Regions from separate parts of the Mus musculus genome. Here region 1 is linked to region 2. A link is a contact called in public promoter capture Hi-C data. All regions are on one chromosome and are shown on one strand. Each heading gives the region's core, a stretch centred on a gene start, on an enhancer-like site or on the middle of the called end of the contact. The rest is flanking DNA. Distances are from core to core; before and after follow the strand shown.

Region 1 (2,861 bases), core at 74-2,573, 110 kb after region 2:
AAGAAGCCCTTTTGTATCGGGGAGTTTGGAGACTTTGGAGGCCTGTGGCATCCTGGAAGGAGACACTGCCCAGTGTCTTGCCCTGCTAAACAAAAGCTCCTTTGGTGTGTGTGCCAGAAATCTGGGGCCTACTGCCTCCTCCTCTCTCCTCCCCTGCCACCACTCAAAGCAAACAACAACGAAGAGGCCCCCAGGGACAGAGGAGGGCTGTCAATCAACTGGCTGCTGGCTGGCTGGCAACTTGAGGAAGAGATAAATGCCTATTATGTAAAGGCTGAAGTGAGGGCTTTACTTGCTGCAAGGCTCTGATAGAAGGCTCTAGGGGGGAGGGGGAGGAGGAGGGGGACACTCCAGTTCTCCCAAGATGACCTATCAAGCACCTGGAGTCTCATTGGTCAAGCAGCTGAGAGCCACTTTTTTTTTTTTTTTTTGAGACAGAGTCTCTCTAGGTATTCCCAGAATTTATGTAGATCAGGCTGGCCTTAAAGTCCCAGAGATCCCCTTGCCTCTGCCTCCCTAGTGCTGAGATTAAAGGAGGCAATACCACACCCAGCTCCTGTATCTTTTTTTACAGTGTTGAAATGAAAGCCAGGCTTTCCCTGCGCTAAAGAAAGCTGTACCAGGAAGCCCACCAACCGTATGCCTTTTCTTGTAGTCACCAAAAGTCACATGGTTTCCTCGTCCAGGACAAAGCTCATGTTATCTGTACTCAGTCCAAGCACCACTTATGGAACAGAACAAAACTCCGACTCCTAAATTATTGTGTGTGTGTGGCGTGTTTGGGGTGTGTGGTTTGTATGTAATTGTGTGTTTGTATGTGTGGTGTATCTGGCTTGTGTGTGAACTTGTGTGTGAGCTATCTGGGATATGTGAGGTGTGTGTCTCGTGTGTTTGTATGAATGTGGGGGGTGTGTATGGAGTATACGGGTGCCTGTGTGGTTTGTGTGAGAGGGCTGTATGTGTGTGAGTTTGTGTGTCCGGTGCGTATGTGTTGTATGTCTATGGGGTATGTAGTTTGTGTGTGTGTGTGTGTTTCCTATCTGTGGGGTATGTGAGGTGTGTGTATGGGTGTGGGGGTATGTGGAGGTGTCTTTGTGGGGGTTGCTTGTGAGTGTGTGTCTGGTGTGTGTCTAGTGTGTGTATGTGATGCTGGGGATAGGGCCTCACAACCCATGGTTCTTTGAGGACAGCTAAACTGACCAAACACTCCCAAACTTGGCTTCCGGTTAGTTGAGTCATCAGTGGACAGCATTTCCTTAGCCCCAGGGTTAGTCACGGGCAGCATGTGACCTGCCTGCAGGCAATGAATGTCAGCTATTAGCTAGAACTCCAGGAGGGAAGCACTCTCTCCCTGGCTTCCTCCCCGCCCAGGATCTCTCTATCTCTCTGGCAGTTGCTTCTATTTATTTAGTCAATTAGCTATTTGCCTGTGTGTGTGTGTGTGTGTGTGTGTGTGTGTGTGTGTAAGTGGAACTGGCAAAGGACTAACATTCATGAATTAGGTCTTCCCAACACTTTATAGGTCCAAGGGAGGGATCTCAGATTGAGAGTGAGTGAGCATCTCTATTTATCTCTGGGGCTTCTCACCAGCTCTGGTCTCTGGTTTTAACTTTCTCTTTCCCTTTTCCCTCTCCCTCCTTTCCTCCATCTCCTTTTCTCCTTCCTTCCTTCCTTCCTTCCTTCCTTCCTTTCTTTCTTTCTTTCTTTCTTCTTTTTGTTTCCTTGGGCTAGGGTCACAAGGCTGGCCTTAAACTAGCTGTGTAACTAAGGAATACCCTGAATTCCTGACCTCGCCCGTGCCTCCCTGGAGCGAGGAACGCTGGCTTTCTCGGTCACACCCGGTCCTAGGGTGTGGTTGCTGATAGGCTCCTAACCTAGCTACTTCCCCAGGCCTACTTTCCCTTTTCTTTTCCTGACCTTCAAGTAAGCCTCCTGCCTCAGCTTTCCGAGTGCTGAAACGATGACTCTTGAAACTTTAAAATTGAATTGTATTTGTTATTACTATGGGTGACAGGGCAGGCAAGCTCCTGCCATGGTATGCGGACCCCTCTTTGTACTGTGGGACTTCTCAGATCAAACTCAGGTGGTCAGGCTGCTTGGCAAACAGGTCCACCCTCTGTGCCATCTTGATGGCCTAGAACGCAACTAGCTTTATATCCCTCAACTTATATCTATCGTATAAATGTCACGCCGTTCACTCGTGAATAACAGAACACAAGGAAGCAGAAACATCGTTAAGGAGAAATGTACCCGCATGCTTAGCTCAGAAATTCCGGTGGGCGGCTGATCCGTAATCTCGGGGATATCGAGTTCAGAGTAACTCCAGGCTGAGACTTCATCTCAGGCTAAACAACACAAACAGAGCGGAGCCTCAGATCCTCACTTGAGTCTGTAGAGAGCTTGCCTAGCAAGCTTGAAGCCCTGGGCTCAAGCCCCAGCCCCAGGGAAATCGGGTGTGGCTCGGCTCATTACTGGCATGCAGGAGAATCAGAAGTTCAAACTCACCCTCAGATGTATCTGCAGTTTGAGGGCCGCCTGACATACACGAAACCTCATCTCAAACAAAACCCAATCAACAAAGCAAAAACACAAGCACTTCTCTGGAACGATCAGTACACCAAAGAGGAGTATAAGACTCTGACTAGCCAAAGCTTATCTTGTCCCTTTGAACCCAAAAGTGGGGTCTTTTTTCTGATCCAAACAGATAAGAATGTAGATGAAGGAGCTGAGGGTAGTGGTGATCGGGAGGCAGACGCAGAGGCTGCTGGATCTCTGTGAGATCAAGGCTAGACTGGTTTACATGGTGAATTCCAGGATAGCCAGAGTTACATAGTAAGGCTAGGTCTGGGGGGGGGGGGGAA
Region 2 (3,064 bases), core at 274-2,773:
GCTCATTAACTTAGGGACAAAGGTATGCCCTGGTGCACCTCACACCCTGAGAAACTGAAGTGAGAGAAGCAGAAAAGGATACCAGGAGCCTAGAGGGTATCAGCAGGTGCTCTCTGCTTCAACTTGACACTTTACCACCATGACTAGACACAAACTTCAGTGACCACAAACAGGAGTGGCTTAATGCGTGGCAGCCATACAACAAAACATTCTCTGGCCACTAAGAACGCTAAGTGCAAACTGCAGAGATGGCTCAGCGGTTGAGAGCCCTGGCTGCTCTTCCAGGGGACCTGGGTTCAATTCACAGCAATCACATGGTGGCTCACAACCATCTGTAACACCAGTTCCAGGGCACCCAATGCCACCTTCCAGCCTCTGCACGCACATGGTGCACCTACACACACACAGGCAAAACCCTTGTACACATTTTAAAAATCAAGAAGAAGGCTGAACATAGCCAGGAGACAGAGACAGAGACAGAGAAACCTCCATGACTTTGCGAACAGCTTGGTTGACAGAGTGAATTCCGGGCCGGTGAAACCCTGTCTCAAGATGAAGAACGTAGTGGTTAGTTCAAGGATAGATCCGTTATGTGCTTCTGTGCAAGCGAAAGGACCCGAGCCCAGACATCGTGTAAAGTTAGCCATGGTTGCCTGAATCTGTAATCCCTGCACTCCTTTAGCGAGATGTGAGGTGGACAAGAGACTCTCCGGAAGCTTATGGGCCAGGTAGACTGCTGTATGCATGGCAAACAAGGGGGAGATAACTGACATCCAGGCGCTCTCTCTCTCTCTCTCTCTCTCTCTCTCTCTCTCTCTCTCTCTCTCACACACACACACACACACACACACACACACACACACACATACACATACACACACACAAACACACAAATCATGGGTAAGAAAGACATCTGTATTCACGGGCACTTGTAACCCCAGCACTTCGGAGGCTGAGGCAGATGGATTGCTGTGAGTTCCAGGTCAGGCTAGTTAACAGAGTGCCACACACTCTCCACCCCTCCCGCACTGAAAGAGTGATGAGGTAATACAGAGGGTGCCATTTGGTGGCAGAGCACTTGCCCAGCAGGCACAAGGCTCCCGGTCCCATCCCCCAGCACCAAGAGGGACAGTATCTCTCCAGGGACTCCTGTATGGCAATCTCCAGCCTGGGTCCAGTTACAAAACAACACGTCTAGCGCCTCCAGGAGGCGACACGCCCCATCCCCAAAAGGATGCGATCCTGCATATAAACACCTGGAATACTCCAGGGGGGACCCCAAAGTCCAGCCAGGTTCCTGGGGGAGCAGGTGGGCGTCTCAGGAGGCGGGCCTGCAGAAGGGATTATATATCAGCATATACCCTGGTGTACTACAGACAGTGTGACTTTATCAAAGTAAGGGAAATGAAAGGGATTTAGAAGGCTCAATTGCGCATGAAAGGCAGCAGGTGCAGGCAAAAGGCAATAACGAGTAAAGGAGGGCGGGGCCCCTGAGTGATGTCACAGGCAGATAAAGTGGGGGCTGGGCTGCTGTGGGCCGCAAGGCCTCTGGAAGGAGCTGGGGGTTTGTTCTCCGTGCAGCTAATACAACCCATCAACTCTGCCCATGTCAGAGCCTAAGTACTTACTGCAGGTGACCTGGCAGGGTGGTGGTGGCACACGCCTTTAATCCCAGCACTTGGGAGGCAGAGACAGGCGGATTTCTGAGTTCAAGGCCAGCCTGGTCTACAAAGTGAGTTCCAGGACAGCCAGGGCTATACAGAGAAACCCTGTCTCGAAAAAAACCAAAACAAACAAACAAACTGCAGGTGGCCTGGGGTTCACATGAGCACGTCTCAAAAGAAACAATACTCTGGCCAGTCCAAACCAGGAACTGACCAGGCAAATATTTGCTGTACTTACAAACTCCAGGCTAGTGGTTAGGTTTAGAGAAGATTCCCCCATGGGAGACAAGGGTCTGTTTCTAGGTTGTCTCAAGATTTCTTAGCTGGCTTTGGAAGTACTTCGGTTCTCAAACTCAATTCCATTATGTAAGACCCCTAAGGACGGTGACACGAAGGACCAGCCCATCAGGAAGGGGATGGGGCACTGTGGACCAGAGCGGTACAGCCTCAGAGCCAAGCCTAGACCTTGACAGTCTGAATCTTTCCTCTGTGAGTTCCAGACTACCTTGGTCTACATAGCACAAAGCATCAGGGGGCTACATAGAACTTGTCTCAGATCACCTCAACTCTATCTGCCGCTACGAGCACAAGGACTGCCCCCAGAGCTTATGGAAGTCTAACTGCTGTATCCAAGCTAAACACCGGTAGCATCTTAGGAGCTGCGGCTGGAATTATCGTTTTCAGAATACTAAAGGGCAGGTCAGCCCTACTGCCTAAACGCCTCCCTGTCCCACTGGGAGCCCTATGGCCCTGTGGCTTAAACACCTCCCTGATCCATCAGGAACCCAACATCCGGTGACTGTACTGTACACTGATGGGAAGAAACCCAGCTGTCGTCATGGTAATGAAATCACCATAAGGACCGCTTCCAGAAAGCTGAGTCAGACTTTTACTTCTCTAATGATCTGATTCTGAGGAGGGTACATTGCTAAGCGCGTCTCATGTATAAATGTGGGATGATGACAAACAGCCACCACCAGCTGTCTCACAGAGGAATGAATGGTTCACCTTGCATCCAAGAAGTACTTTTTTTTTTCCTCTTCCACCTTCTCTGGACTAGCAGGACACCATTTGCTGGCCCTTCACCAACTTCCTGCCTCCAATCCACCCCCTCAAAATGAGTCTGACTCTGACTGTGTTAACTTGGGTGAGGGAGCAGGCCTGCTTTGTGGAGGAGATGGCACAGTGACTCAGGAACACAGCCTGGACTGGGGCAGGCAACAGAAGCTTCTCCTCTTGGTGACATTTCCCTGAAGTTAGTAAGAGGCCTCCTGGGTATTAAGAGCTAAGAGTGTGATGTAATCCTTCCAGAGCCTGTGTCTTAGGAACCATCAGAAATGATCAGGCTCAGCACTTCCTGCGTGTCCTTTGACTTAAGGGACAGTTCACTTCAGATAACG

Evidence for each region. Capture Hi-C pulls out chosen DNA fragments and counts their contacts.
Region 1: a promoter capture Hi-C map of pancreatic islet shows a contact between it and region 2. The contact joins two enhancer-like sites. A contact is called at or near these places in 1 of 484 Hi-C or Micro-C datasets (centroblasts), 7 of 115 datasets of contacts at active chromatin or transcription factors (bone marrow-derived macrophages, embryonic stem cells, extraembryonic endoderm stem cells and 3 more) and 3 of 9 other capture datasets (adipose tissue, liver and pancreatic islet).

Annotation. Positions count from the first base shown.
Region 1 is chr2:165,967,763-165,970,623 of GRCm38.p6, forward strand. No RefSeq gene overlaps it. Among named protein-coding and RNA genes, the nearest start is that of Platr29, 12 kb to the right of the region's middle. Within about 2 kb of position 1,324, at least 167 of the 459 cell types and tissues checked have an H3K27ac peak or open chromatin away from gene starts, as enhancers often do. A contact at or near this core is called in pancreatic islet, where this site is marked.
Region 2 is chr2:165,853,283-165,856,346 of GRCm38.p6, forward strand. The region is part of intron 2 of Zmynd8 (zinc finger, MYND-type containing 8); the gene reads right to left. Among named protein-coding and RNA genes, the nearest start is that of Gm11465, 27 kb to the right of the region's middle. Within about 2 kb of position 1,524, at least 77 of the 459 cell types and tissues checked have an H3K27ac peak or open chromatin away from gene starts, as enhancers often do. A contact at or near this core is called in pancreatic islet, where this site is marked.